Linked DNA regions of Mus musculus: regions 2, 3, 4, 5, 6 and 7 are each linked to region 1. Evidence: chromatin contacts called from public HiChIP or PLAC-seq, Micro-C and promoter capture Hi-C data. All regions are on one chromosome and are shown on one strand. Each heading gives the region's core, a stretch centred on a gene start, on an enhancer-like site or on the middle of the called end of the contact. The rest is flanking DNA. Distances are from core to core; before and after follow the strand shown. Region 1 holds the start of Micall2 (MICAL-like 2). Region 2 holds the start of Snx8 (sorting nexin 8). Region 3 holds the start of Grifin (galectin-related inter-fiber protein). Region 4 holds the start of Lfng (LFNG O-fucosylpeptide 3-beta-N-acetylglucosaminyltransferase). Region 5 holds the start of Chst12 (carbohydrate sulfotransferase 12). Region 6 has its middle 21 kb from the start of Gm30206. Region 7 holds the start of Pdgfa (platelet derived growth factor, alpha).

The links. Promoter capture Hi-C pulls out the DNA fragments that hold promoters and counts their contacts. A called contact is a pair of places that touch in the nucleus more often than the background predicts. HiChIP or PLAC-seq counts read pairs in DNA pulled down with a chosen protein or histone mark.
Region 2: a promoter capture Hi-C map of pre-B cells shows a contact between it and region 1, with 3 times the contacts expected there. The contact joins the promoter of Snx8 here to the promoter of Micall2 in region 1. A contact is called at or near these places in 6 of 39 promoter capture datasets (cranial neural crest, embryonic stem cells, hippocampal neurons and 3 more) and 1 of 115 datasets of contacts at active chromatin or transcription factors (bone marrow-derived macrophages).
Region 3: a contact with region 1 is called in a Micro-C map of embryonic stem cells, with 2.6 times the contacts expected there. The contact joins the promoter of Grifin here to the promoter of Micall2 in region 1. A contact is called at or near these places in 1 of 39 promoter capture datasets (hippocampal neurons) and 1 of 484 Hi-C or Micro-C datasets (embryonic stem cells).
Region 4: a FOXA1 HiChIP or PLAC-seq map of pancreatic cancer cells shows a contact between it and region 1. The contact joins the promoter of Lfng here to the promoter of Micall2 in region 1. A contact is called at or near these places in 1 of 39 promoter capture datasets (hippocampal neurons) and 2 of 115 datasets of contacts at active chromatin or transcription factors (astrocytes and pancreatic cancer cells).
Region 5: a contact with region 1 is called in a promoter capture Hi-C map of liver, with 2.7 times the contacts expected there. The contact joins the promoter of Chst12 here to the promoter of Micall2 in region 1. A contact is called at or near these places in 2 of 39 promoter capture datasets (cranial neural crest and liver) and 3 of 115 datasets of contacts at active chromatin or transcription factors (astrocytes, bone marrow-derived macrophages and embryonic stem cells).
Region 6: a contact with region 1 is called in an HNF4G HiChIP or PLAC-seq map of pancreatic cancer cells. The contact joins the enhancer-like site here to the promoter of Micall2 in region 1. A contact is called at or near these places in 1 of 39 promoter capture datasets (pre-B cells), 1 of 115 datasets of contacts at active chromatin or transcription factors (pancreatic cancer cells) and 1 of 9 other capture datasets (embryonic stem cells).
Region 7: a contact with region 1 is called in a promoter capture Hi-C map of pre-B cells, with 2.5 times the contacts expected there. The contact joins the promoter of Pdgfa here to the promoter of Micall2 in region 1. A contact is called at or near these places in 2 of 39 promoter capture datasets (liver and pre-B cells) and 1 of 115 datasets of contacts at active chromatin or transcription factors (pancreatic cancer cells).

What each region holds. Positions count from the first base shown.
Region 1 is chr5:139,734,989-139,739,319 of GRCm38.p6, reverse strand. Micall2 (MICAL-like 2) reads left to right here and starts at 2,987. Exons shown (of 17, transcript NM_174850.3): 1 at 2,987-3,302. The coding sequence starts at 3,160.
Region 2 is chr5:140,387,429-140,391,205 of GRCm38.p6, reverse strand. Snx8 (sorting nexin 8) reads left to right here and starts at 1,898. Exons shown (of 11, transcript NM_172277.3): 1 at 1,898-2,058. The coding sequence starts at 1,965.
Region 3 is chr5:140,563,670-140,567,426 of GRCm38.p6, reverse strand. Grifin (galectin-related inter-fiber protein) reads left to right here and starts at 2,360. Exons shown (of 5, transcript NM_030022.1): 1 at 2,360-2,385; 2 at 2,682-2,761; 3 at 2,835-2,994; 4 at 3,720-3,757. The coding sequence starts at 2,374.
Region 4 is chr5:140,604,846-140,608,742 of GRCm38.p6, reverse strand. It overlaps Lfng (LFNG O-fucosylpeptide 3-beta-N-acetylglucosaminyltransferase), which reads right to left and starts at 1,402. Exons shown (of 8, transcript NM_008494.3): 1 at 899-1,402. The coding sequence starts at 1,327.
Region 5 is chr5:140,503,019-140,507,176 of GRCm38.p6, reverse strand. It overlaps Chst12 (carbohydrate sulfotransferase 12), which reads right to left and starts at 1,568. Exons shown (of 2, transcript NM_021528.3): 1 at 1,481-1,568. Gm38728 (a long non-coding RNA gene) reads left to right here. Exons shown (of 5, transcript XR_001785006.2): 5 at 3,754-4,090.
Region 6 is chr5:138,844,859-138,848,577 of GRCm38.p6, reverse strand. No RefSeq gene overlaps it. Among named protein-coding and RNA genes, the nearest start is that of Gm30206, 21 kb to the right of the region's middle. Within about 2 kb of position 1,952, at least 22 of the 459 cell types and tissues checked have an H3K27ac peak or open chromatin away from gene starts, as enhancers often do. A contact at or near this core is called in pancreatic cancer cells, where this site is marked.
Region 7 is chr5:138,992,322-138,996,229 of GRCm38.p6, reverse strand. It overlaps Pdgfa (platelet derived growth factor, alpha), which reads left to right and starts at 1,286. Exons shown (of 6, transcript NM_008808.4): 1 at 1,286-1,521; 2 at 2,846-2,942. The coding sequence starts at 1,459.

The sequences.
Region 1 (4,331 bases), core at 1,738-4,237:
CTGTGTGCACTCTCCCCTGTGAGAGACAGCTATGCTTTCCTTTGCAGCACAAGACACTAAGACTGAAGGTTTTTTCTTTTAAAGATTTATTTATTTTATGCATATGATTACACCACCATTGCTCTCTTCAGAAACACCAGAAGAGGGCATCAATCCTATTATAGATTGTTGTGAGCCACCACGTGGTTGCTGGGAATTGAACTCAGGACCTCTGGAAGAGCAGTCGGTGCTCTTAACCACTGAGCCATCTCTCCAGCCCAAGCAGTAGGTTTGATGCCCATTTTCCTGGCCTCCCGGGGCAGGTCTATGGTTTGTTACCCAGACAATGGCTGTCACTGAGAAAAGCTGACTTAGTGAAAGCTGGGGCTAGGTGCCACCAGGGCAGAGGTGACAGCATGAGAAAAGGTTTCTCAGACTGGGGCCAAAGGCTTCTGGTTGGATGGGGGAGCACCAGCTATATGAGGGCTGGAGGGGAGGTGGGAGGAGCCGAGAAGAGCGCCCAAATGACTTCAGTGGCCTGGTGGAGTTGCACAGTGGGCTCTTGGAGTCAGCTGGAGAACCAAGGCCCAGAGGGAACATGGTAGGGTGTGGCCTGCAGAGTCACGATAAGCGGGGCTGGCAGGTTCTGGTGGCTGATAAGGTTCCTGGACTTTATTCAGAGGAGAGTTGGCAAGAGGGGCTCTTGGAACATTTAAGGAGGTCTGCAAGGTGGACTATGGTGGACTAAGCCCCCGGGGGAGCATGTGGGAAGGCTCACAGTGGTGGGCAGATTGAGGTGTTCCCGTTTGGGGGACTCTAGAAAGGCAGGCTCTATGAGGTGCTGGTGGTGACATGATTAGTGGCCCCAGGGGACTGTCACGAATACTGTCCTCAAGCTCCCGAGGTGGCAGGAGCTAAGGGTGGGGAGTCTGAAGAGGCTGGTCACATGATGACCCTGGAGCTGACATTAGAACTCAGACCCTGGCATGGCCCTCCCTCCGTTTGCACACCCTTTCTCCCCACGTCTTGGCAGTTACCTTCCTTACCAGCTTTTCCGGTTCTTGTAATTGCTGCCCAGAGGGTCAGGAAAACCTGGTTCCGGGACCAGGCTCTAGCTGAATGGGGTGTGATACTGCACTTTGTCCTCCTGGCGAGAACCCTCGGGCAGGTCAGCTGCTTCCACTGGGCAAGGGTTGGGGCTATAATCCCAGGGGCAGTCTTGTGCCCTCCAGAGTTGGGATGAGGATCTTGCTGCCCACCTACCAGCCCCACACCTGCTGCCTGTACCCAGGTGCCTCCTTGATGCCAGCCCACAGCTTGGGCACGGAAAACCTGTTTTCACTCCTGGTAGAGACGGCACCTGGCTCCAAGCCAGATGCCATTTTGGGGAAAACACCTACCTTCCTAAAGATCCTGCCTAGACAAGCTCTGGGGCCCAGCTGGGAAGGGCCGGTTCACACTGTTGCTGTCATAGTCCGGTCCATCTGATGACATATAGATTCCTGAGGGTGCGGAGAAACAAAGCTGGGCAGAGGTGGCGCACACCTTTAATTCCAGCACTTGAGGAAGAAGCAGGTGGTTCTCTGTGAGTTCGAGGCCAGCCTGGTCTACAGAGTGAGTTCCAGGATAGCCAGGGCTACACAGAGAAATTCTGTCTCAGAAACAAAACAAAACAACAAAAGAACATTCAGGGCAGCCCCTGGCTCTAACTGAGGACCTGGGAGAGGTACTTTCCTTAATCACCCCTGGCATCCTCAGAGACTTGAAAGAGGCTAAGAGTCTCCTGTCTCAAGACCCCTGGAGCGTGCCCCCTCAGCCTTCCTTTCCTCCTCTGTGAATGTAGAGCGGTTATTCTGGCTGGCTTGGCACCCTTGAGGGTGAAGGGAAAGCAGACAGTATTTTAAAGTTTGAGACAGGGTCTCAGGTCGCCCATGTCAGCCTTGCACCCCATATGTATCCTGGGATAAGCTTGGATTTCTGATCTTCCAGCTTCTCCCCGCTGAGGGCTGGGATTCCAGGTGTGTGCCATCACGACCAGTATCTGTCTGATGGGAAAGCACACTACTCAGCAAGGTCCACCCCAGCTTCCAACCAGACAGCTTTGTAGACCCTGAAAAGGGACACTCCTCAGAGGTTGCATCTACCCTAGCCTCTGTTTTCCCATTTGTCAACAGGCTGCCAACTCTAGAGGCTGAGGCAGGAGGATGAGTTAGGCAGACTAGGCAGCTTGGCCTCAACTTTAAAAAATAAAATAAAATAAAAGAACGCTGTTGCGGGTTTGGACTGGAGAGATGGGTCAGTCGTTAAGAGCATTTGCTGCTCTTCCAGAAGTCCTGGGGTTTAGTTTCCAGCACCCACATGGCAGCACAACCCGCTCCAACTCCGATTCTAGAAGAGCAGGGGCCTTCTTCAGGTCTCCCGGGCTACCAGACACACAAGGGGTGCAGATACACTTTCAGACCAAAGCCCATATGCATAAGATAGAATTAAAAGTAAGAAAGAAAACCGTAGCTGGGAGTGTAGCTCAGCTGGTGGTATGCTTGCCTGGCATGCAGGAAGCCTCAGGGTCCATACCCAGCACTGCACAAACCAGGCATGGTGTGGGGCACAAGCCTGTAATCCGAGAGCAGTAAAGGAGGTGGAGGCTGGGGAATCTGAAACACAAGGTCATCTTTGCTTTTATAATAAGCTAGAGGCCAATGCGAGCTACATTGGTCCCGGTCTCAAGGAAAACAAAAAAAGAAAACCCCGACGCCTCTGCTGGGAGTTATGGCTAAAGGCCAAGGCGGGAGCCAACGCCCAGAGTACCGGGCCCCTATTCTTCAAGTCCCAGGAAAGAGGGGGCGTGGTCTTATGTGGGCGTGCCCTTTGTGGGGCGTGGGTGTGGCCTGACCAAACTGGGGCGGTGCGGCCGGAACAAGGAGCCTGTGTGGAGCTTGGAGCTGGTGAGCCAGGCCTTCAAGAGGCGTGATCTTGTGGGGGCGGGTCTGAAGAGGCGGGGCCTCTAGGGGGCGGGGCCGGCGGCCTCGCAGGCGTCAAGAGTGTGTGGGGCGCCGGTCTCCCGGTGTTCTCTTCTTCCAGCCCGGCTGGTGGTCGGCGGGTCCGGGCCTCCTGCGCGTCTCGGGCCCAAGAGGGGCCTGTAGCCAGCTCCTCGAGCCGCCAGCCCGTCCTGCCGCCCATATGGCCGCCATAAAGGCCCTGCAAGAATGGTGCCGGCAGCAGTGCGAGGGCTACCGGGACGTGAGCATCACCAACATGACCACCTCGTTCCGCGATGGCCTGGCCTTCTGCGCTATCTTGCACCGACACCGGCCTGACCTTATGTGAGTGCTCTTTAACCCCTCTGTCGGGCTCTGATGTGCCGCTGCAAACGGGAAACTGAGGCCACGCCTGCCTTGGGATCCGGGTCGGAGGTTTCAGACACACCCCTCTCAGATGGGCCACCCGGGGTAGAGCAGAGACCTGCAGGTACAGCCTATTTGGTGGTCTCCAAGGCTGTGGCAGTCAAGTAGCCTCTGTGCAGGCCACCAAGTGCAGCTGGGCCAGGGGCCAGGACATGGGCTGTCCAGCCGGCTTAGTCAGTGGTGACTCAGGGCAGCGTCCGCCTTCCCCGAGCTCCCTGAGAAAGGGCAAAGGAACAGCTCCTGGGGGTCTGAGGTCTGGCCCCAAGATCAGGGCCATTTGAGGCTTCTAGTGGGATTACTGCCCCTCCTCTAATTTGTCTAGGCATCTTTGGGAAAGCAATCAAAGAGGGAAGCGCAAGCCTTTTAGCACCTTAGAATGACAGGAGACAATGGAGTCTGGGCCATCATCCTTGGAAGTTGTAGGAGAGGACAGGGATTGGGTCTAAAGCCTTCTATAGAAGAAGAGTCTTGGCATAGGAAGTTGGGAAGCAAGCCAGCTCTGTCTTGTTGAAGGACCTTGGCCCACAACTCAAACTGTTCTATCAGTTATTCACTTAGCAAACACTTAGGCAGACTCTGTTACAGGGACCTAAGTTAGTCTGGTGACCAGAGTCCTGAAATGGGACAAGATCACCTACAGCCCATGCCCTTCAGAGGAAAGCATTCTCCTGTACATGGTACATAAATGCAGAGTTGGCTGGTCTGGGAGTGTTTCCCAGGGAGGTCTTAGGGCTGAGTGAGGCTCCAGGCAGCACCTGTGGAGCCCACCTCAGCCAGCCTTCTTGCTGTGCAGATGGGGAAACTGAGGCTCCGAAAAGGAAAAACAAACAAATATTGTTCGTGTTACACAATGTGTCAGGAAGAGCCAGGCCTGGTGCTATCAGACTCCCTTGTGCCAAGCTTTGCTCTGCTCAGGAAGCCGGAATCTTGAGCAAGAAGTAGGCTTCT
Region 2 (3,777 bases), core at 649-3,148, 650 kb before region 1:
AGTGTCACACTGAACCTCTCTTAGGGTGAGCTTTTAAGCATGAAAACCAAATATGTCTGGGTTGACATATTTCGGTTAACAAGGACAGTTAGCCAGAAGCAGAACTACAGAAGCTGAAAAGCAAGCTTAGCACTTTCCCAGAACTATGGGCTTTGATGGATCAGGTCTTCATTTTTGGCAGGTGGTGTTTTGTGCTGAGTTTTATAGCCTGGATACTCCTTCCATGATGGAGCTAAGATCTGGGGCTCTGTTACACTTCTACACAATAGATTGTAGTCCTGGAAAATAAAGGGAACTAGACGCAGCTACAGCCAAGCTTAGGGCTTTAAAAACTTTAGAGGCACCAGCAGGGAGACTGAGAGGCATCCTAGGGCTCCAACCTTGGAGCCTTCAGTCCACTCCATGGAAATCATTAGACATCAATATCTGGAGAGGCGAGGTCTTTACTGTGAAATAAGAAAGGCCTTCCCTGATGGAGTCGAGACAGGGTTTCTCTGTAGCCCTGGCTGTCCTGGAACTCACTTTGTAGACCAGGCTGGCCTCAAACTCAGAAATCCACCTGCCTCTGCCTCCCGAGTGCTGGGATTAAAGGTGTGCGCCACCACACCCAACTGTTCTGATGGAGTCTTATTAATAACCCTCTTCTTCTCCCAGATATTTTTTTGCTTTTCCTTTACTTGAGATAATGTATCTATATGCAGTTTAGGTTGCCTTTCTTTTTTCTTTTTCTCCTTCTTTCTTTTTCCTTTCTTCTTCTTCTTCTTCTTCTTCTTCTTCTTCTTCTTCTTCTTCTTCTTCTTGTTCTCCTCCTCCTCCTCTTCCTCCTCCTCCTCCTCCTCCTCCTCCTCCTCCTCCTCCTTCTTCTTCTTCTTCTTCTTCTTCTTCTTCTTCTTCTTCTTCTTCTCTCTCTTCCTCCTCCTCTTCTTCTTCCTCCTCCTCCTCCTCCTCTTCCTCCTCCTGCAGTTCTAGACTCAGTCCTCATATTCAGCCCCGGGTCAGACACTGCTCCTGTGTGCTCTTACATCCTTGCTTCCCTCTGTCAGTCAGAGGGCCAGGCCTGGAGGTATGTATGTTCAACTTAGCTCCTAGGGAGGCTGAGGCAGGAGGATGTTCTGCCTTAGCTACAGAGTGAGTTCAAGGCTAGCCTGGCTAACTAGACCCCGAGTCAAAATAAATACATAAAGCTCAACGTCCTGGTGTGCATCTTCAATCCCAGCACTCAGGAGAGAGAGGCAGGCAGATCTTTGAGTTTGAGGCTAGCCATAGTGAGTTCCAGGACAGCCAGGGTTATATATTGAGACCCTATCTCCAACAATATACAAATAAATAATAAAGGGCTGGTGATACATAGCACAGTGGTAGAGGGCCAGCTCAGCATGTGGGAGCCTATGGGCTCAATCCCCAACAGAAAGGAGAATGGCCTGGTTATCTGCAAACAATTATGGAATGTTGTTCCTCATCAGTAATCTTCAGAGACCTATTATAGTCAGAAGACCTACTCTCTAGCCATGTTTCACGCTCCAAATCCCAGAAGGTACTAGAACACTGTTCTAATGTCCGTAGCACCTTTCACAGGGGCTGCCCCGGAATTCACAGAGCATGTGTGAGTGGGCAAGCGAATGCAAAAATGAATGGCAGCGTGGGTCAGAGGGTGGGCAAGAAGATGAGTAACAGCTGCTGGCTAAGAGCGGGGAGGTGGGTGCGCACTGGAGGGAGGTGGCACTAAGCAGCTGGGGCGGTACTCGCGCTAGCACTCAGTCTTGGACCAGAGCTGCTGAACGCTGCCCCGGCCGCGGCCACGTGGTTGGGGCGTGGCTCGTGGGTAGGGGCGTGGTCTTACTGCTTGGGGTGAGCGGAGGGGCGTGGCGAGGTTGGCATGGGCGTGGCCACGCCGGACAAGAGCTGGCGTGGGCGGGGCTGGCCGGGCGGGCGCGGGAGGAAGTCACGTGGGCGAGCGGGCTCACATGACTGGCCGCGCGATGGACCCGCTGCCCTCGCCGGCAGTCGCTGCAGCTGCTGAGGCGGAGGCTGACGAGGAGGCGGATCCGCCGGCGACAGGTAGGGCACGCGGCCCGATGGCCCTGTGCGGAGAGCCAAGTGCTTCACACTCGGGGACCACCTGTCAGTGCCACACCTCGCCTGGCCGGGGTGGGGGGGTGGACATTCTTGGGGCCAGCCTCTTCCCGCTGCTCCCTGGGACGCTGCTCTTCAGCCCTCCGTTAGCGAGCGGCCGTGTGGAGTTGCACCTGGGTCTTTTCTGACCCCACTTTGGAGACGTGGTCTAGAGAGTGGTTTATATTCATGTGTGACCATGTCCAGGGAAAGGGATGTGTCTTTGGTATCAGACTCTTTTTCCTGGGGTCCCCGGCTTTGTGGACTGTGGGGACGCATCCATGTGGCCAGAGGCGCAAGGGTGGAGCTGGGCCTGGTGTGTGCCAGCCAGGTCTGGCCAAGTGTCGCTGAGTATGGCCATCTAGAGCATTGGTGGAAAGACAGGTTCTTCTCTTGGGACGAAGGGTTTAGGGTAGTACTTTTAACCCCAGGGGAGGGAGGAGGATGTCAATGAACGCCTCTGAAGAATGGAGAGAAGGTGAAACTCCCCTCGGAGTTGGTCAACAGTCTTTGGGTCTTGTTGGGTAAAACATTGTATTTTTGAGGTTGTATGTTTGAGCCACCACTTAAGTCCCTATACCTGGGCGCCTTGAGAAAGGGAGACTGATCCAGAGCTACTTATGCCTTTTAAGAATGCTTTTTTAAAAAAATATTTCTAACTGTGTATATGTATGTGTGTGTGTGTGTGTGTGTGTGTGTGTGTGTGTGTGTGCGCGCGCGCCCTTGGAGGACAGATGTGTTAGATTCCCGAGAGGCCAAAGTTTCACCTGCCTGTTAGCCACTCAGTAGAGCTGCTGGGACCCAGACTCCTGTCCTCTGCAAGAGCTCTGGAGCCTGTGCTCTGAGCCCCTGCCTGACTCATAAAGCAATTCCTTGTGGCTTGTAGCAGTGGTGATGGGTTAGAGCTCTCTTGGCAAATTTGGGATCTTCCATATTACTTCCTAGAGAACTCAGCTAATGGCTGACGTTAGGAAGGATTTCGTCTAGATTTTTGACAGATCTTGGGCAGTGGTGTGACTTGTGTGTTAGTCACAGCCATGTAGTCCTTCACGATTGACAGGCCATCCCAGTAGCCACGTAAGTAGGAAAATGGGTTTTTCAACCTGTCACTTCCTTCTGTATGTATGAAACTTGGCACCAAGCTGGTGATGTGGCGAAGGAGATTTTCTTCCTTCTGCAAGAAACTTAGTTGGAGTGTGTCTTGGTGGAGCCTTTGGCTGGATGGACTAGAGTCAAAACACCTTTGGGAATCACTCTTGGGAAAACGTATTCTTGTGTGTGTGATGTTCTTGAGAACAGTGTGGCATGGCACAGGGATGGCAGTCAGAGGACAGCTTTGTGGAGTCACTTCTCTCTTCCACTGTTCCTTGAGTTCTAGGGATGGAGCTTGAGGTGGGTGGGCTTGTGTGTGTGAATGCAGGTAGCCACTGAGCCCTCTCACCTGGTCCCGAGGATGGCTTTGCTTTCAGAGGTAAAGAGCTCAGGCAGCGAACTTTCACAGGTTGATTTTCACTTCACTTCCTCTTCCTCTTCCTCATCCTCTTCCTCCTCCTCTTCCTCTTCCTCCTCCTCCTCTTCCTCCTCACCTTTTGCCTAGTAGCCTCCACCTTCACAGTTGGCTGATTTTTGACATCTCAAAGGATTAACTAGTGTGACTTATGGGTA
Region 3 (3,757 bases), core at 1,111-3,610, 830 kb before region 1:
CCTGGCAGCAGGCCCACCAGACAGCACGGCATAGAGGACTACTGCCCGCCACACCATCGAATCTCACAAAATCCAACCAGGCCAGGGCAGAGGCAGCCAAGGAAGGAGCTGGGTTCCCTGACATTGGTGTGGGGGCAAAGTGCATCTCGGGTCTCTCCTTGGCCCATTCTGTCCCCGGGGCTGTAGCTGCCTGGGTCATTGGGAGTTGTCACAGCCTCCTGCTCCAACCCTACCAGACACAAGTCCCAGCCACTCAGAGGGATGCAAGCACAGGTCTGTGTGACACCATGGGGCAGAGTCCAGTTGTGGGAGCACGTCCAGCCTCCATCAGAATGGCCTGGGGTTCCAACACTTCCCAGCTGTAGAGACTGAGCTGGGTGGTGGGCAGCCGCCAGCTTTCCTACCACACAGACCTCATAAGCCGGAAGGGGGAGGTTGAGGCTCACAGGGGATGGAGACCGTTGGAAGCAGGCATCTTTGACCTCTCTGTCCCTGGCAGCAAAATCTGGGCCTCATGTCTCAACAGGTATGGGGCTCCCCCGCCCCCATCCCCAGGCTCCCAATTCCAAGCTATGGCCTCCAGGCTGCAAGAGCCGGAGAACAAGGTGCCCACGTCGATGTTCCTCTCATCCTAGGAAAGATGGAGGTGGAGTGGGCTGACCCAGTTCCCCTGCTCAGCCACATCTGTCTTGTTTACCTTCCTTCATCAAGGAGACAGGCACTGGGTGTGTGTGTGTGGGGGGGGGGGAGCACTAAGGGGAGGAGGTGACAGAGGTCAGCATTAGCAACTCCAGCACGTGGCTGTGAAGCACAGAAGGCCACTGGCTCAAGGTAGCCAGGGGGTTAGAACCTGTCCACACTCCTGACTTGTGGGCTTTGACCCCAGCCCTGAGTTCTGGTACCAACCAGCACTGTATTGCACATCCAGAGAATTTGAAGATGGACATCTCGTCCCAGCAGCATCCCTACATAGGGGAAAGGAGAAGGGGAAAGCCATGAAGCCGGCCTGCAGTCTCCTAGTGGGCCCTGCGGCCCAGGGCTTTAGTGTGTGTGGTTTTGAGAGACTGTCACAGGGACCTGGGACTTGCCAGGGTCTCCTGACTGGCTGGCTGGAGACCCCAGCACAGACCACTGTGTTCTGTGCCTTGCACAAGTGCTGGGCATCAAACTCAGATCCCCCTACTTGCGCAGCAAGCACTTACTGATGGTACTTCTTCCCCATGGCCCTCCAGGAAGGTGAGCATGTGGGGTCTGCAGACTCTGCACCCAGCCAGGCAGGTCCAGCAGGCTCACCCCAGGGAATCTCTGTTGCTCTGGGCTGCCCCCTGCAGGCTCAGCCAACCCTGCCATGCTAGTGAGCCATCTCTGTGTCCTGCTTGACCTTGGTACCCATAGCTCCCTGCCAGACTGTGTCCATCCGTGCAGCGGTATCTGGGAAGAGGCAAAGCAGGCCAGAGGCTCAGCCCTGCCAGGGCCTGGAGAGAAGAACGGTGGCAGAGGGGACCCACGGGGACAGGAGAAAAGGAGACACGTGCTTGTTACACACTCATCTGCAGGCTTTACCCCCAAGGCTCTGGGCCCCCACCACAGCTACACTGTGACCCAACTTCCCCCTTCAGAGAGTCCCAGAGGCCCCCATAACCGCCCCCACAGACTTGGGCTTCTCTCCTCCATCCTTGAGGTGGCCTCGAGGGCCCCAGTGGATCCTTCTCATTGGCTCAGCCCAAGAGGCAGCCGGCCAGGAGAGGCGTGGGGGTGTGGGAAAGGCCCTCCCCATCTGTAGACTGGACACTGGAATGTGCTGAGCAGAGCCAGGCCTAATCCCCATTCATCCCCTTGAGGCCACTGAGCCACTGCAGCGGGGCAGCCCTGGGATGGAAGGGGACTGGATCAGGGACACATTCCCAGTATGGTAGACAGTTGATGGATGGTCAGACTGAGGTCATAAGGTCAGCCAGGGTTCTATAGGAGGACACACTTTCTTCACTCTTTGAGACCGATGGGGTCAGTGTGAGGCTCTGGAGTATGGGAGTTGGGGGGGGCCCTGGTTACACCCTCCCTACAAAGATGGGTGATGTATCCCCAGATGTGCACAAGACCCTGAATAGTGCTGGTGGCAGAGCTAGGTAGACCTGGGGAAGTATGTTGAAAGGACCAGTGTATTCACTGATGAACCCAGGGCAAGAGCGCTGCCACTAAGCCATGTACCCAGCCCCCTCTCCAGCAGGGTTAGCCTGAGGGGGGAGGAAAAATGGGGCACAGAGGTCCATGTGACCCAGACAAGGCCCCTAGAGGTGGGGCCCCCATGCCCCGCCCCAGCGGGCTCTGCTATATCTCCAGCTGCCTCATCCCCACACCCAGTGGCTGAGGGCAATGACACTGCAGGTGGGTAAGATCCACAGCCCAGGGAGGTTGCAAATGCTGGAGAAGGAAGTGGAGTGGGGGGGTGGGCGCCTGGTGGGGCCACCTACTCCACTATAGAGCTGGGAATGTTTATAGCTTCTCCTCAGCCCCCAAGCAGAGAGGCTGTGGGGGTAAGGTTGGACCACCACACCCAGAGCAACATGGAAGTAGAGGCTTGGGCTTGGTGGGAGCCGGTGTCCCTGAATAAACAGCACACTTGATGGGGAGGAAGGAGGTTGCAGCCCTCTGGGGCTCTGTCCCCTGTGTTTTGCCTTCAGTTCGAAGCCTTCTGTGCAGGGGGTCTGGCCCCTGGCTGGAGCCTGACTGTCCAGGGACATGCAGATGCTGGAGAAGAGAAGTAAGAGCCTCCCTCGCTGGGGTCGGGACCCTCCAGCCACACTCCTGACCCTAATCACACTCTCCACCCATAGGTTCGAGATCAACTTCTTAACAGACGCCGGAGACATCGCCTTCCACGTCAAACCTCGATTCTCCAGCGCCACGGTGGTGGGCAATGCTTTCCAGGGAGGACGGTGGGGGCAGGAGGAGGTGTCCAGCATATTCCCACTGACTCTGGGAGAGCCCTTTGAGGTGATGGGGTCTGTGGGAGGAAGGAGAGGTGGGGTGGGACACCTAGGACCCGTGAAGACAGGGACTGCGGAGGATAAATGCATGGGCTGGTGCACCCTGCTGGGCCGAGTGGCCTCCTTTCACGGAGTTTGTTCACAGGGTGTCTCTCTCTCTCTGGCTACTAACCACCTTCTCTTGGTGAAAAGAGGGATCCCCAGCTAGGAACTCAGGACCAGGTGGTCCACACCATGCTTTGCCAAGTAGCCAGGGTTGTGTTTTATAAAATGCGGCAGGAGGGAGCACCTTGGTGGGCCAGGCCAATGAGCACCTTGGTGGGCCAGGCCAATGTGTCGTCGTCCCCGTCCCCCCCCCCCCCCCCGAGGAATCAGCACCGTGCAACAGGCCTAGTACAAAATGAAGTTTATTGGAGGGAAAGGAAGGCAACGTGGAAAGGGGATAGTGGCAGAGAAAAGGGGGCAGAGAAGGACAGAAAGACAGAGGAGAGAAGACAGAAAGAGGAAGAAAGGTAGAGGCTGGCTGAGAACACGTGGAGAAGAGAGAGAAGAGAGGGAGAGAGGGAGAGACAGAGACAGAGAGACAAAGAGGAGCCAAGCTGAATGAATAGTCCTGGCTCACACTTGGCTGCTGTTGGGTGGAGCCTGGAGAGATTGCTGACAGCCAAGAAGGCTTCTGTGGTTGGGGCCCAGAGACACCCCCCACACACACACACTTTCCCTTCCCCTCAGATGGAGGTGAGTGCAGACGCAGAACACTTCCACATTTA
Region 4 (3,897 bases), core at 153-2,652, 870 kb before region 1:
CCATGGCCCCCCGCTGCCCCCTCCCGAAGGCCTGCTGAGCCCCTGGGAAAGGGACGCCTCATTCTCAGGAGGCTACGGTGGGGTTCTCAGGGCCCCTCTTTGACCAAGACTAGATAGGAGCCTGTCCTCTTAACCTCCACTGTCCTAAAGCGAAGTCTCACTGGGGCTGGGTCAGGAAGGAAAGTGAGTCTTAGTCTTCACACCAAATATCTACCCCCACCCCTACACACACACACACACACACACACACACACACACACACACACACACACACACGCAGTGCACTCTGCTCTCCCGCCCCAACGGTCCTGTTGTAGCCTCCAGGGAGATTTTCAAAGTGGGGTGTGTCTTTTTATTATGTGTATGAAGTTGGTCTAACAGGAGGTGGGGGAGCTGAGCTACTGAAGTCAGGGTTCTGAGCAAGTCTGGAGAACTAGCACCCATTTCTTTCACTTTGCCTGGTCCAGGGGTGTGCTATGCCTTTTCCTCCCTCCCTTTCAAGGGGGCGTACCTTCCACCCAGGAAGAAGGAAGGGGAGTGAAGGGGACCCAGGATGGAACTGAGCCAATTTGCTCGAAAAAGTTTAGGAACAAATATGGCCATTCACTCCAGTGTTTAGGAGAAGCGTTACAGAGCCAGCCCTAAGCTGGAGGCGACTCATCCAGACACAGAGCATGTGGCTGGGGTGACCCTGGGCAACACGGAAGGAAGCTTCCAGGGTAGTAAGGCAAAGTGAACCCCAGCAGCCACACGGGGCTGTAATGGGATTTATCAGTGTCATCGTTTCCCAGATAGACCCAAAGCAATTAACGCATCGGGAACCGCTATCGTCAGTCACCAGTTGGACCAGAGGGTGATCCCCACTTCATCCCCCTGCCCAGGCCGCGCTGGGTCTCACCATCTCCTTGTGGCGCGAGATCCAGGTCTCGAACAGCAGATCGAGCCGCGCGCGGTGAAACTTTCTGGTGGTCTTGACGGCGATGAAGACGTCGCGAGGGGACAGAACTTCGGCGGGGGGACGCGGATGGCCGTCGCCCTGGCGAGAAGCGACCCCGGGCGGTGGATCCGCGTCTCTGCGCGCGCGGGTGAGTAGACTGAAGTACTCGGAGAGGCTATGCACCTCGCGGGTGAGGACTCCGGGATCCACAGCCGCCCTGGACCCTGAAGCCGGAGCTCCTCCAGAGGAGCCCGCCAGGCTACGCAGCGCGCGCCGTCCGCGCTCAGCGGGCATCGGAGTCGGTGGCGGGTCGGCCGTGAGCACCAGGAGACAAGCCAACAGCGCGCCCACCAGCGCCAGCAGCAGGCGCCGGCCGCACCGCTGGAGCATGGTGGCCGGCGGCCGCACGTAATATCTATCCCAGTGCCAACTGGTCCGGCTGCCCGAGGCTCCCGGTCCAGCTGCGCGCCTCTCGCTTCAGGAACTCTTAAACCTCCCCTGCCCGCCACGCCTCCACGCGCTAATTGGCTGCTAGCCTTGGGGCGTAACCTTTAGGGAGATCTCTCCTTCCCACGTGGGATACGGACAAGGGGCTGGGAACCACCCAGCTGGGGTACCCACGGCACCCGCCCCCTTTGTGCACGAGCCTGTCCCGCCTGCGCCGAGTCACCCTCCGGAGCTGCTCTGGGAGACACCCAGCCTGACCAACGCCCGCCACGGCTGCACGTGGAGGACGCGCCCCCGAAGCTGGGACCTGGGTGATAGGGCCAGTGCTCCTCCGCGGGCGACATCCTTGGCTTCTCGCTGTGCATTTCCTGTCCCCGAGCGGGTTTCCTTCCCTGGGGAACGGTGCTGACTGAGCCAAAGTGGTAGCCTGCAGTGTGTCCTGAGCGATTAATTTTGAGCTGCCCTTACTGATACTTATGTCTTAGGAGTGGACCTGAAGTTCAGGCAAAAGGGTATCAGTGACAAAATTCTACGTCCCTCCGTCGGTCCATCCTTCCCTCCTCCCCCAGGCAGGCCTGTCTTGGCATCATGTTCCTAAATGGGGAGGGTTGGTCCCCAAAAACCTCAGGCACCCCGTAGCGAGGAGACACTCAAGCAGCCTCTTTCCTCGAAGGATGAAAGGCTACCTTCTGTTCCATTTGGTTCCTCCGCACTCCTACCAGATGTGACCCAGCTGTGCGCCATCCCAGACCCGCCTCCCCGGCACACGGCCCCCTTCCCACGGGCGGGGGCCTTGCCTGCGCCTAGCACGAGCGGGGGCGGCAGGAATGTGCGCCTAATGGTAGGGTGAGAGGCTACGGGTCCGGAAATGGCCAAGGGTCCCCTGGAGTGGGAGCAGGGTCCGAGCCCGAGCCTGCTGCATCTTCCGGGAGCGCAGCTGGGGGCGGCTCTCCGCCTGGCTGCCCCTGGGTCTGGTTGGCTTCAGTTTCCGCGTCCCCCTTCAAAGGAAGTCTGAGCCCACCCTGCCACCACGGATAAACTGCTGTTCCTTCTGTCGCCGACTCCCTAGCGTTTATATTTTAGACCGGAGTATCATTTCTAATTATTTCTCTACTACACTCTTCTTAATGTCCGTCCCTCTCTTGGAGGTTAAAAGAAGGCATCAGGCTGGATCAGGTAAAGACTTACTGCAGGGGCTGGCCAGATGGTTCAGTGGGCAAACGCAACTGTCACCTAGGCAGATTTGAGTTTATTTCCCAGGACCCACATGGTCAGAAAGAACCAACAATATGTTGCCCTCTGACCTCCACACGTGCAACTTGGCCTGAGCAACACACATTTATACACACGCACGCACGCACGCACATACACATACGCACACCTGCTTTCAACAAAATTCTTTTCAAAATGAAGACAGACATGATAGCCCATGTAGCAGGCTTGGACGATTGCTGAACATTTAAAGGCAGCCTGAGTTACAGAGTGAATATCGGGTCAGCCCCTGCTGCCGTGTAAAAGAGCGCCTGAAATGTACCTCATCTGGCAAAGTTGGTAAAGTGTTTGCCTAGCATGTATGACGCCTCGGTTCATCTCTGCACCAAATATTCCTTGGCAAATAGTGAGTTTGAGTCCAGCCTGAGCTACATGAGACCCTATCACAAATATAAAATAAAATGACTTTGAATTGATGTGTAGCCAGGCTCTCCCCACCCCACCCCACCCCCCAGCCTCCCACCCCACCCAGGAGTGGATCTCTGGTCCATTTGCTCTGAGGGCCCTGTGGGACACTGCAACCCCTCTGTGGTGGGAGGGAGTGGGATATGGTGGTTCCCAGGCTTCTTCCTGACCCCTCCCCCCAGGTAATTAGGAGGCACCACCTCTGGTAGGCAGATGCCTAAGCAGATGGTGCTGGCTGTGCCCGAGTGACAAAGCTCCCATGGCGTCACCTCCTGCTATAAACCCCTCCTCCTCCTGCCAGAGCCTGGTCCCTCAAGGACAAGGAAAAAGTCCTACCTGCTATCTGCTGGACTGCTCTCCAAATAAACTCACCCCAGTTCCAGCCTCAGCCTCAGGGGCTAATCCATTCCCACCAAAAACTATCTATGTGTCTTCCGAGTGTTTTAGGTCTAAGGCTCCTCCTTGAGACCCCTCTCCTGGACCACTTGGCAGCCTCCATTCTACTTTCTCTGTGTCTCTCTGTCTCTGTCTCTCTGTCTCTCTGTCTCTCTCTGTCTCTCTCTCACACAAACACAGACACAGAATAGACTATAGCATGACTCTCTGTTGTCACCTATGAATTCAAGACTCTCCTGGTATCCACATGTCTTGTGGTGGTCCTACCCCGTGTCCCCCCACCCCGCACATACAATGTCTTCATTTCCCAATAGCTCAAGTCCCCTAATCACCCTAACTTTCTGCATGGCTTCCATTTAAACCAAAGGGAAGATACCTTCGTGGGCATTTATCAAGTCTCTGACGGCAGGAGAGGAAACAAACTACCTATGCCTTCCTTC
Region 5 (4,158 bases), core at 319-2,818, 770 kb before region 1:
CACAGCAACTCAACGTCTCCTGAATTAGCTGCTTCCAGTCTTCAATGCTAAGGGTTTCTTTTGTTTGGTTTCTTTGAGACAGGGTTTTATGTAGCCCAGGCTAGACTTCAACTGTAGACCCTCCTGCCTTCACCTCTTGGGGATTACAGGTACGTGCCACCTTTCCTGGCATTCTCTTTGCATACCGCAAACGTCTTTCATACACTTGGCACTCAAGTGGCCCTGAACCAGGACGACCTGAGCTACCCAGGGCCCATGGTTCCCAGCATTCCACCCAATATGGTGGTTTGCCCTTACAGCAGGAAACTGAAGATGCAGACCCACGAAAGCGACATGACAATACGGGTACAAGCAAGCTCAGCCCCAGATCCTAGCAAGGAAATTAAACATGAAGGTACAGGCAGGCCCTTTTGTAATTTTTGTGTTGTTTTGTTTTAAGTCTGAGTCTTACCCTGTAGCCCAGGCTGGCCTGAACCTCACTATGCGGCCCAGGCTGCCCTCAAACTCACAGCAATCTTCTTGCCTAAGCTCACAAGAACTGGCACCACGCTCCACCTTAGGCAACTCGCTCCACCTTAGGCAACTCGCGAAGTTGCAGTATCATACCCAGCACATAGCAGTTTCCCAACAATCTTTTTTCTCTCCTTCACACCCGGAAACAGGGCCCTAACTCATGTTACCTAGGCTGGAGCCACACGGTGCTGTCCCAGCAATGGAAGGCTCACAGCCCCGTTCTCCCCCGAGGGTGACATTCCCACTCAATTCCGGGGCTCCCAGCGCAGCGTGGGATTATAAAATAAATAATTTAAGAAGGGTGCAAACATTACAGCTCTCTGTGCGACAGCTAGGCGGATGTGCGGAAGGAACCCAAGGTCTGCCAGCGATGTCTTCGTGGCCAGAAGCCCAAAGAGAAGATAGGTCCTACTGTTAGCCACTAATGCGCGGCTTCCTGTGGCCCACCAGGCATGAGGCTGCTGCTGGGGGCACCCGCAGCAATGCACAGGGCAGGAGGATGCTCAGTAGACTGGGGTGAGATGTGGGGCCAGTGCTTGCTCGGTACAAAACCTGGCTTCGGAGACAGCCTCCTGCAAGGTCTGGCCGGGACACTGCAGCACAACAGTCTCTGAACAATTGCTTTCTCGCCTGGACACCCAAACAGCCAGAGGCAAAACTGGGAAGGTGTTTTCCCAACCTCCGAGCCAGCCGCTACTACTGCAAAGGAGGTCGGCCAAGTGGCCACACCTTCCTCCACGCATTCTGCAGGGCTGCACAAGAAGATGGCTCAGAGAAGGTGCACGCTTGGCTAAGGTTACACAGCCAGCTGGACAGAACTGGGATTCGAACCCGGGACCACGTGGGAGCTGCCTAAGCCAGGCAGAAGGAGGTACCAATCTGCATCGCCAAACCATGGACCATCGCCCCACCCTAGGACTCGGGACTCCTACGCACCCCTCGCTCTGCTCGAGCCTGCGCTCCTCACCTAGCGCCCGCCACAGTCACCGCCGCTGCTGCTGTTGCTGGTGATGCTGATTCTGCAGCCGAAATCGCCTCCTCCCGCTAGCAGCCCCGCCCGAGGCGCGGCTCCGCCCCCAGGCAGACCTCCCTCCATCCTCTCGCGAGAGCTAACGAGCGGGACTACGCCCGTTCTGGATGCGCTTGCGCACTTCTCCCCGTTCCTGCCCTCGCCAGCCAGTGCCATGTGGCACCTTATTTACGGCCAGAGATTGGTCCCACCCACCATCCCTGAGCGTCCCGCCCCTTTTGCAGCAACCAATCCGGAGTGGGGGCGTGGCTGATCTCAAGGGGCGTTGCCTGTCTCGCAGTTTGAACTTGCAACGTGGGCTGTGCAAGCTGACAATCCTGTCAGAGTTTATGGGGCTTAAGAGAGACCATGCAGGTAAAGCTCTTAGTGAGAGCCAGGCATGGTGCAAGCTGTCACCGCAGCTACTTGGCAGGGGGGAGGGAGGAACGGGAGGGGCTGAGGCAGTAGGATAGGAAGTTCCAGGTTAGCCGTACTTAATGAGAGCCTGTCTCAAAAACAAACAAACAAACAAACAAACAAGGTATGGGGAGAGGATTCAGTGGGTAAATGAGGTGCTCGCCTCACAAAGGTGAGAAACTGTGGTCAGATCCACAGAACCTGTGAACAGCCCATGCTCGTGAGCCAGGCTCCGTGGTGCTTGCCTGTATGGCAAGACCGGGAGGCAGAGAGAGAGTCTGGAGCTTGCTGGCTCCCTAGCCCTCTCTATATGGTGAAGTTTCAGACAAAAGAGAAGCTCTGTCTCAAACAGAAGTTGGAAGGTGCCTGAGGTTGTCCTCTGAGTCCCACATATCACACATGAGGTGCACACATGCACCTGCAAAAGAAAGCTAGCGTGGTGACGCACACTTAACATCCCAGCACTGAGCTGCCTTCCCAAAGCAGGGGACTGGTTCCGAGCCAACGGGCTCTCCCAGTGCCTAGGGTTAGAAGCCTCTTTCTGTAGCAGTATGACACAGAATGGCAGAGGACAGAACCTAGGAAGATTTATTATATTCTGGTGGCAGATGATCCCATCTTACTAACTAGGATTCAAAACCTACAGCTGAGTCCCCTGGGTTGCCATGTGTGCGTGTGACCTGCTCAGGCTGCTCTAACTGTAACACAGACCCAGCCTCAACTATGGACAGCTCTTTTCCTAGGGTTCTGCAGGCCAGATGCCAGGAGTTGAGGTAGCAAGCAGGCTGGTTCTTGCAGAGAGCCCTGCAGGAGCATCTTCCAGCCCTTCTCTTTACCTCCCTTTTGCGTACTTCAGCCCAGATTTCCATTTTCATAAGGGCACAGCCAGACAAGATCAGGACTATCCCATGACCTCATTTCATTACCATTCTCCTGGCTCAGTCTCCAAATAAGGTCATCTCTAAGGCACTAGGAGCTAGAGCACCAACATCTCTTTCCTTTTGGGGCTGGAAGATAGAACACAATTCAATCTATAACTGTAAGTTCGAGGGCTCAGGTGTGGTTCAGGGGGGGTAGAATGCTTGCTCTGCCCTGGGCTCCATCTCTATCAATGTATAAACAAGGCATGATGCCACACATCTGCAACCCCAGCATTCAGGAATTGTAGGCAGTAGGATCAGAAGTTCAAAATCATCTGTGAGCCAGGCGTGGCGGTGCACACCTTTAATCCCAGCACTCGGGAGGCAGAGGCAGGCGGATTTCTGAGTTCGAGGCCAGCCTGGTCTACAAAGTGAGCTCCAGGACAGCAAGGGCTATACAGAGAAACCCTGTCTCGAAAAAACAAAAAACAAAAAACAAAATCATCTGTGGATGTACAGTGAGCTTGAAGATAGCCTGGGCTACATGAGACAATGTCTCCAACAAAACAAATGAACAAACAAAGCATAAATGTTATATACTACATTTTTTTAGACAAGGTCTCTCTATATAGCTGGGGCTGTCCTAGAATTTACGGAGATCCACCTGCCTCTGCCTCCACCATGGCCTCTGCCTGCCTCTGCCTCCCAAGTGTTGGGGTTAAAGGCATGCACCACTATGCCTGGCCAGTAAACCCTATTGCATTTTGTTTAGGCAGGTGTGGTGCTCACTGGTAACTTGGGCAGGGGAGGCAGGATTGCAAGTCTGAGGGCATCCTGGGCTAGCTAGATGTTATTCTCTGTTACATACCTGCTGGGATGGCTCAGGCCTATGTAATCACTGACAACACCAAAGTCGACTGAAGCTTCCGAGCAACCGGGTGGTCTCCATTGCAGGTGGAACTGCAGCAGTGTCGTGCTGCCTCCTTAAGAAGCCACCTGACATGCCATATAAAACATGCCCTTTCCTGGGCTGGGCAGATGGCCCAGTGGGGAAGAATGCTTGCTGAGAAAGCATCAGGACCTGAGACTGAACCCTCCCTACCCTCAGCGACCATGTAAAAGGCTGGGTCCAGCCCCGTGCATGCCTATGTCATCACTGCTGAGGATCGGTGTAGCCTCCCCACCCCCAGCCTGGAACCTGCTGGCTCAGGGGTGGAGTTTCCTGCTCATTCCTTCTGCCACGCCCACTGCTGGACCGTGCCGCTTTGCTGCTTGGAGCCACACACGTGTTCACCCTGCTACTGGACCCCGAGACCAGTTGGCGGGAATCGGGTTCCCTCCCTCTTCCTTTATAACTGA
Region 6 (3,719 bases), core at 703-3,202, 890 kb after region 1:
GCTATCTGCCATGTTCCTTCCGGATCTCCACTACCTGTGTTCCCACAAGACTGTTTGTTTGCCCTAACTCCCAGGCTTGCTGAAAGAGGCCTTATGAGTAAAGCAGGCGGGCTTGTGGGTCCACCCTGGTGTGAAGAGCCATTCCTCCTCCCCCTCCCCTCCACTATCATCTCATCCTTACTGACCCCAGATCGGGCGGGTGGCTTAGGATGTATGTCCCAAGGGGCTTGTTTTGTAAGAGTGGCCTTGCCATTGCAGCTGGAGCTGCCTGGGCCTGGTTTATGGGTAGCCCTCTGCTGCCACCTGGTGTCCATTGTCTGCCACGCACCCTTTCTACTGGACTTTGGCGTTGCAGATGTGCGCATGCTCCTGGCTGTTGCACGAGGAGTCCCTGGGGTGGGGTTACATGTGTTAAGTGTGTGTGTGTGTGTGTGTGTGTGTGTGTGTGTGTGTGTGTGTGTGTGTGTGTGTGTGTGTATTTTGAGGAGGATATTGGCACCCCTAAAGTCCTGCTGGTACTGGGCCTGACATCCACTCATGAACAGTGCTTTTTAACTGGGCACACCGCAAATTGGCAGAAGCAGCGCTGCACCTGGAGGTTCCAACCCCTTGATAGCAATGGGGGAAAGTGAGTCCCCACGCCTCCTCCTCTGTCCGTGGCCGTGGCCTTAGTGACTTTTTCGGTGGTCTGGCCCCCCATGGAGCGCATCAGTTCCGCTGAGAGCTGTAAAGGATGGAGGCCTGCTTGTGGGTGGAGTTGCATTCTCCTGGGGAGGAAGCCAGTGCAGAAAGTGTGCAGTAATGAATGCCCTCGCTCGAATCCTATGATTTAAGGCCACAGCGCTTCCTCACTGGGAAGTATAGTTCAAAAGAAATTACAGGGTGTGGGACTTGGGATGCTCTTCTGTGATCCTCCGAGAAAGGAGGATGGGGAGTTTCAGGCCAGCCTGAGCTACATAGTGTGACCCAGTCTTAAGAAAAATAACAAACAAACAAACAAACAAACAAATAACAAACAGAGGTTGGTGTTGTAGCTCAGTTGGTAATGTATCTTACTTAGCATGCAGGAGGCCCCGGAGCCTGGAGTCTGAGCACTGGGATTGTGGAAACAGGAGAATAAGAAGCTCAAGGCAAGAAGCTCAAGGCTATCTCCAGCTACTTAGCAAGTTTGAAGGCATCCTGGGCTACATATGAGCCAATCTCAAACAAAACAAAACAAACAATCAAAACAAAGACAAAAAGCAGATCAGTATCTGGGGAGAGGGGGGCAGGAATACAAATTTCTGTGAGGCTAAACTGGTCTGTATAGCAAGTTCTAGGCCAGACAGAGCTATATAGTGAGACCCCGTCTTTTAAAAAGTTAATCAGTTAAAAATTAAGTGAGAAGACACAAGATGCCTTTGCTGCCCTGCATGTTGGGTGACTTGAAGATCAGGCAACATCAAGGCCCTGGAGTCGGAACCCTCAGCCTTGGCATAGAACAGAGAGAAGGAGAGAGAAGAGGTGAACGCCCGGGACCTAGAGGGGAAGAGCTGCAGAAATGGGCTTTTATTTTAAGCACCTGGTGAGAAATTTTTATTAAGGGGAAGGCATGGGGCATGACCAAGTTCAAAGGTCCCCTGGCAGCAAGAAGGTTGGTGGGAGGGGGGAACACGTAACAGGTGCATGGCCTTGATGCACTCTGGGGTGAAAGGCTCAGGAGAAGCTGGAAGTGGCTTTAGAGTTCACCATAAAGGCTGGGGATTTGCAGGGAGTGGGAGCCAATGAGGCTCAGGGCCAACTGCCAGGTTTGAGCTGGAATCACCCACAGGTGTGATGGGATCCCGGCCAGGACGCTGTTTAAATGGCCCTGTTTTTGAGCTTGGTGTTACATTCTTCACATTATCTCAGTTACTGAGCATAAAAACCCAGGGCAAGGCGGCCCTTATCTGCTCTGGTGGCACGCTACCAGCTGTGTGAGTAAGGCTTTATTGCCCCTGTTCAAGGCACAAGGAAGCTGGCTGGGAGGTGACAGGGTTGCTGTTTTGGCAGCAGCCAAGGGCAACAGCAGTGACTTCATCTCAGGTCACACAGCACAAGTGTCGGGTGTGCGCAGTTTCAGTATTCAGATGCAACTCCCTTGATGGACGCTCACCAATTTCAAAGCATACAGTCCCACGGTGTTCGGTGTATTGATGGTGCTACACAGCCATTCCCACAACATTCACACAGCTTCTCTCCCCCAAAGAAACTAAGGGGCTAAGCAGGTAGCCCAGTCAGAAAAGCATCCTGCATAAACACAAGGACCTGAGTTCAGGTCCCAGGATATGTGTAAAGGCTTGCATGGTGGCACATGCTTGGGATCCCAGCTCAGGGAAGCAGAGGAAGGAAGATGTGGAGCTGCTCTGTGCAGCCAGCCAGCTCAGCTCAATCAGTGAGCTCTAAATTCAGTGAAAGACCCTGTCTCAAAAACTAAGGTGGTCAGTATCCTGACCACACACATGCTCGCGCACGCGCACACGCACGCACGCGCACACGCACTCACACAAACACACACGTGCATACACATGCATACACAGGAAACCATGTACCTTTTAGCAGTTACCCAGCTCCTGATGGCCACTGAGCCTATGGCTTTTAGCTCTCTGGCTACATCACATATATAGCCTACCCAGTGTGTGGACTTTTGTACCCACCGAATGTCCTCAAGGCCCATGGAACATTTCTGTCTTGTGAAGGAGTGGCAGTCCAAAGTGTGGCGTGGTGTGCCATTTTCGTATCCTGTCATCTGTCGATGGGTGCTGAGTGGTCCCTACATTTGAACTCTTACGATGCTGCTCTGAACATTCATGGGGAAGCTCCTAGTTTTAATTCCTAGCAAGTGGGGGCTGGAGAGATGGCTCAGTGGTTAAGAGCACTGACTGCTCTTCCAGAGGTCCTGAGTTCAAATCCCAGCAACCACATGGTGGCTCACAGCCATAGGTAATGAGATCTGATGTCCTCTTCTGGTGTGTCAGAAGACAGCTACAGTGTACTTATATATAATAAAGAAGCAAATCTTTAAACCAACAACAAAAAATGCCTAGCGAGTGTGTGAGAGTATGAATGGGGGGAATTGTATATACGGGGCTCGTATTTGGAAATCAGAGTACAGACTGGGGTATCCTCAGGATATCTTCCACCTTTTGTTCAAGACTGAGTCTCTCACTGGCCTTGAACTTCACCAAGTAGGCCACACTAGCTATCCTTCAAGCTTCTGTGTAGTCTCCTGCCTCCATCTCCCATCCTGCTGAGCAGTGATTATAAGTATGTGTCACAGTATCCAGATTCTACATGAGTTTTGGGTATTCAAATTCAAGTCCCTGTGCCATCTGGACAGCTCATGTTTCCAATTCGTTGGGTACACCCCGAGCGGCTAAGTTATCAGAGAATTTAGGTTAGCTTTTTCAGAAAATGCAAACATGTTTTTCAAGGCAGTGATTTCAATGCATACCCATCAACAGGGTAGGATGCTCTCAATTTGACCACACCCTCACCAGCCCTGTTTTGCCCATTTGTTTCTGTTGTGGGAGAGCAGGGCATGCTCATAGGAGACAACTTGTAGAAGTCCATTCTTTCCATCACGCTGTTCCCAGGGATCGAACTCATTGTCAGCCTTGGTAGCAAGTGCCTTCACCCACTACGCTGTCTCCCTGACCCAGTTGTCTCTTGTCCCTAGAGAATGTGAGGTAGTGTCTCTT
Region 7 (3,908 bases), core at 37-2,536, 740 kb after region 1:
CTCTGGGGCGCGGGCGCGTGGCAGCCGTCAGGTGAGTGCCCTAGACGCGCCCCTAAACCCGCCCCGCCTCTCCGCAAAGACTCACTCCCCCTCCTTTTATGGAGAGGGGAAGGCTGGAGCACTGGATCCTTACAGTGGGAAGCGGCCCGAGCGCCGGGCGGGGGCCAAGCCGACTCTCATGCCCTTTTTGGCGCAGCAGCTCTGGGCGCTGCCCTTTACTGCCGCTGGGGCCCGAGAGAGAGGCGAGCCAGAGACGGCCGTGCTTCTGCAGCGGCCTCCTCCCCTCCCCGCCCGGTGCCGCAGGATTGCAGCTGGCACTGAAGGGTGGGCAAGCTCGAGGGAGGGGCGCTCCGGGAGCCCGGGCGCCTGTGGGCTCCGAGCCGCGGGCGCCGAGCTTGGATGGATGTAGCTGCCTGCGTGAGCGCGTGTGTGGCCACTGCAGTGGCGGTGGCGGCCGGGCCCGATCTGGCCCGCGAGACCCCTGAGCGCTTCCGAGGTGCGGGTCCCGGGCCCGGAATCCGGGGGAGGCGGGGGGCGGGGGAGGGGGAGGGGCGCGGTGGCGGCGCTATAACCCCCTCCCTGTCGCCGGCCGGCTCCACACGCGCGTCCTGCGGAGCCCGCTCAACTCCTGGAGCCCGGCCTGCCTGCGCCTTCTTCTCCACCTCCTCCTCTGGTCTTCCCGCGGCTGCTGCTGCGGCGGCAGCGGCGCCAGCTCGGCCCTCCGCCCGCCCTCCGGCCCGCGCGGGCGGCGTAGCGAGGCCCCGGGCGGGTAGGCTGCTGCCAGGCGGCGCGGCCGCGGGAGCTGCCCGGCCCCGGCGGGCGGAGGGCGGAGCGCCGCGCCGTAGCCGAGGGCGCGCCGCGGAGGGGCGCACGCAGGCCGCCGGGCCGCGCCGTGCTGGGCCGCGCCGTGCCCGGCCCGGGGCGGCAGCGGCGAGAGGAAGGCCCGGGGACAGGCTCTCCGGACTGCCCGGAGCCCTCAGGGAGAGGCGAGGCGGTAGCTGGTACCGGGCCGAGAGTCCAGACAGGTGATCGGTGGTGCGGCGGGAGCTGCAGCCACGCTCCGCGGTCCCCTCCCGGGGCTGACGGCAGCAAATATGCGGATTTACCGGCCGGGTCGCTCCTAAAGCCAGCGACGGGGAGCGAGCGCGGCGGCGGCCAGCACGGGGAACGCACCAAGGAAGAAGCCCAGCCCCCGCCCTCCGCCCCTTCCGTCCCCACCCCCTACCCGGCGGCCCAGGAGGCTCCCGGAGCGACTCTGTTCCTCCTCCTCCTCCTCGCTGGCTTTGCACTCGCTGCTCGCGCCGAGCGCGCTCCGCAGGCTCCCTGCTCTCCGCGCCACCCTCCTCCGGGCCGCGCTCCCTGAGGGATGGTACTGAATTTCGCCGCCACAGGAGCCCGGCTGGAGCGCCCGCCCCGCGGCCTCGCCTCCCTGCCGAGCTTCCAGCGCCTCGGGACGCGATGAGGACCTGGGCTTGCCTGCTGCTCCTCGGCTGCGGATACCTCGCCCATGCCCTGGCCGAGGTGGGTGCCACCCCCGCGCCTCTGTCCCCTCTCGGCTCCCTCGGCGCACGCCCCTCTCGGCTACCTGTTTCAAGCTCTGCAAAGAGCATTTTGGTTTTGTCAGGGTGGTGTAATTTTTTTTTTAATCCCAACTGGGTTCTATTTTCTGCCATGCCCAAGTGTGTCTGGTGAGTTTCCAGCGCGTTGCGTCGCTCCGCCTTGGAGGGGGACGGGGGAGCCGCGAGGTGAACCCGTGGGTAGAAACTTCGGGGGGCTGTGGGTGCCTTTCCAGAAGGGGCAGCCCAAACGCAGCGGACAATGCAGTAACGGGGTGCGGGAAGCGGGAAAGGGGGTGTGTGTAAACTGACCGTGCTCTGGGAGGGGACTAGGGCGGGCAGTAAGCAGGTAGAGGAGGGTGCGGCCGTAGCCTGGGACTGGGAAGGGTGGGCAGCGCCCAGCCGCAGTCCCCAGTTCTCGGTCCCCAAACCCAGTCCGACGCAGGGCTGGAGCAGTCTCCGCCCGCCCAGGCCTGCTTACAGGTGGCTGAACGAGGCAGCTGGGGCCGGGCCAGGCGCCCGCGCCCTCCCACCGCCACCCTCCCCCCCACCCCCATTCCCCGGGAGCTTTGCCGTGATGAATGACTTTCCACAGCCCCTGTCGTGGGAACTTCGTGGTTGAGTCCTCCAGCGACCCTGACTCCCTTTTAAAAACCGGGACGGAGAGTGGGGGAGGCTGAACGGTGGGGGTGGTCTGGGCAGGGACCGGAGAGGCGCGAGGTGGATATTTAACCCCTTGCGTTCCCTGCAGCCTCTCTAAGCCCCGATGGATTTGGGCGTCCTAGTCGGCGCTAGGGCCGTGACTGGGCCTGAGCCGGGTGGGGCGACCCGGCGCGCGTGCTTGTAGGGGGTGGGGTGGGGGGAGAGGGAAGACCCTCTCCCCTGCGGGCTCAGCTCAGGATTCCCGGAGTGAAATTGAACCCTTCGGCTAGATTAAAGTGTTGAGGCTGCTGTGACTCCAGTCGTGGATGCGTGACGCATTTCGACCCTCTCTGTTTCTACATGTGGATTTAGCTATTAAACCAGAAACTCTTCGGGCCCCTGGCTGCCCCCAGACACCCTGGGGAGGCCAGAGCGCGGGTGATTTTTGTCTGAACATGTCAAGGCATTGTTGGGGTATTTTTATCAAGGTCAGACAGATAGGAACAGTGTGGAGGATTTAGGGGGTCCCATCTAGCCCCAGCCGATCCTCTGGCTCTAGGGCCTAACGAGGGTCCGGCCGGGCTGTGTGGCCCCTGGGGCTGGGCTGGAACCCTTGGGCGCGTCCTGACGGTGTGGTCTGCTTGCAGGAAGCCGAGATACCCCGGGAGTTGATCGAGCGGCTGGCTCGAAGTCAGATCCACAGCATCCGGGACCTCCAGCGACTCTTGGAGATAGACTCCGTAGGTAAATCGCGCCCCTGCCCTGCCCTGGCTGAGAGGAGGGCGCGGGCGGCGGGGCGGGCCGGCTGCGCGAGGAACCGTACCCTGCGCGCTCCGCCGGGCCGGGCGCTGCGCAGGAGCGCACCGAAAGGTCAGACTCCACTCGCCGGCCATAAACGCCCAGGCGTATGAGTCAGGCGTTTCTCTTGTAGTTGCCACTTTCTCTCCCAGCGGCAGCGGAGGGTTGCTTCGCTCACCCAGGGGTTGTTTTAAGTGAAACGCAGCGGGTGTGTCACTGAAAGTTCAGTTTTAGAGTGTGCCGAAAACTGCCAGGTATGCGGGTCAACAGCTGCTTCTGGCCCGGGAGCGCGGGAGCCGGCCCGGAGGGAGCGTGGCTGTGGCTAGTCTTCTCCTGGCCAGGGCCCCCAGAGTGCTTGAGGAGCTGGTCGGTCCGGGCCTTTTGTAAACTCCACTCCCTGGTGCCTTGATCGCCTGGGGCTGGGTCCCATAGGTGGGCGCAGGAGGCCGATGTTTTTTTCTCCACACCATCCTGTAAAAAGGCGCGCCTAGTACACGGACGCTTGGGGCTATTTTGGGGGCTTCCCGCCTCGGGCCAGAGCCAAGCCACTGTAGAAAACAATTTGTAAATGTAGGGTTGTATTAGACTCGGATGACAAGGGCTAAAATAAATGGGCGCGATGGGGATGGGAGAGGCAGCCTCTGTGCGGGGAGGACGTGGTCTCCTCCTGTCTTTTGTGATAACCTTTTCAAAATGAACACTTAGCCTGTTTTTTTGTTTTTGTTTTTGACACACTGGGATAAAATTTACCAGCTTAAAAAGAAATAAAAAGGCCCCAGTGAGTTTGTCAGGAGGAACTAAAGGGCTAAAGTGAAGAATTCCAAGTGACGATTTTCCCCCTCCTTGAAAACTTTTCAGAGAGGGCCGAGTGGTGAGAGAATTAAGTAAAATCACATGGTCTAGCCATTTGGA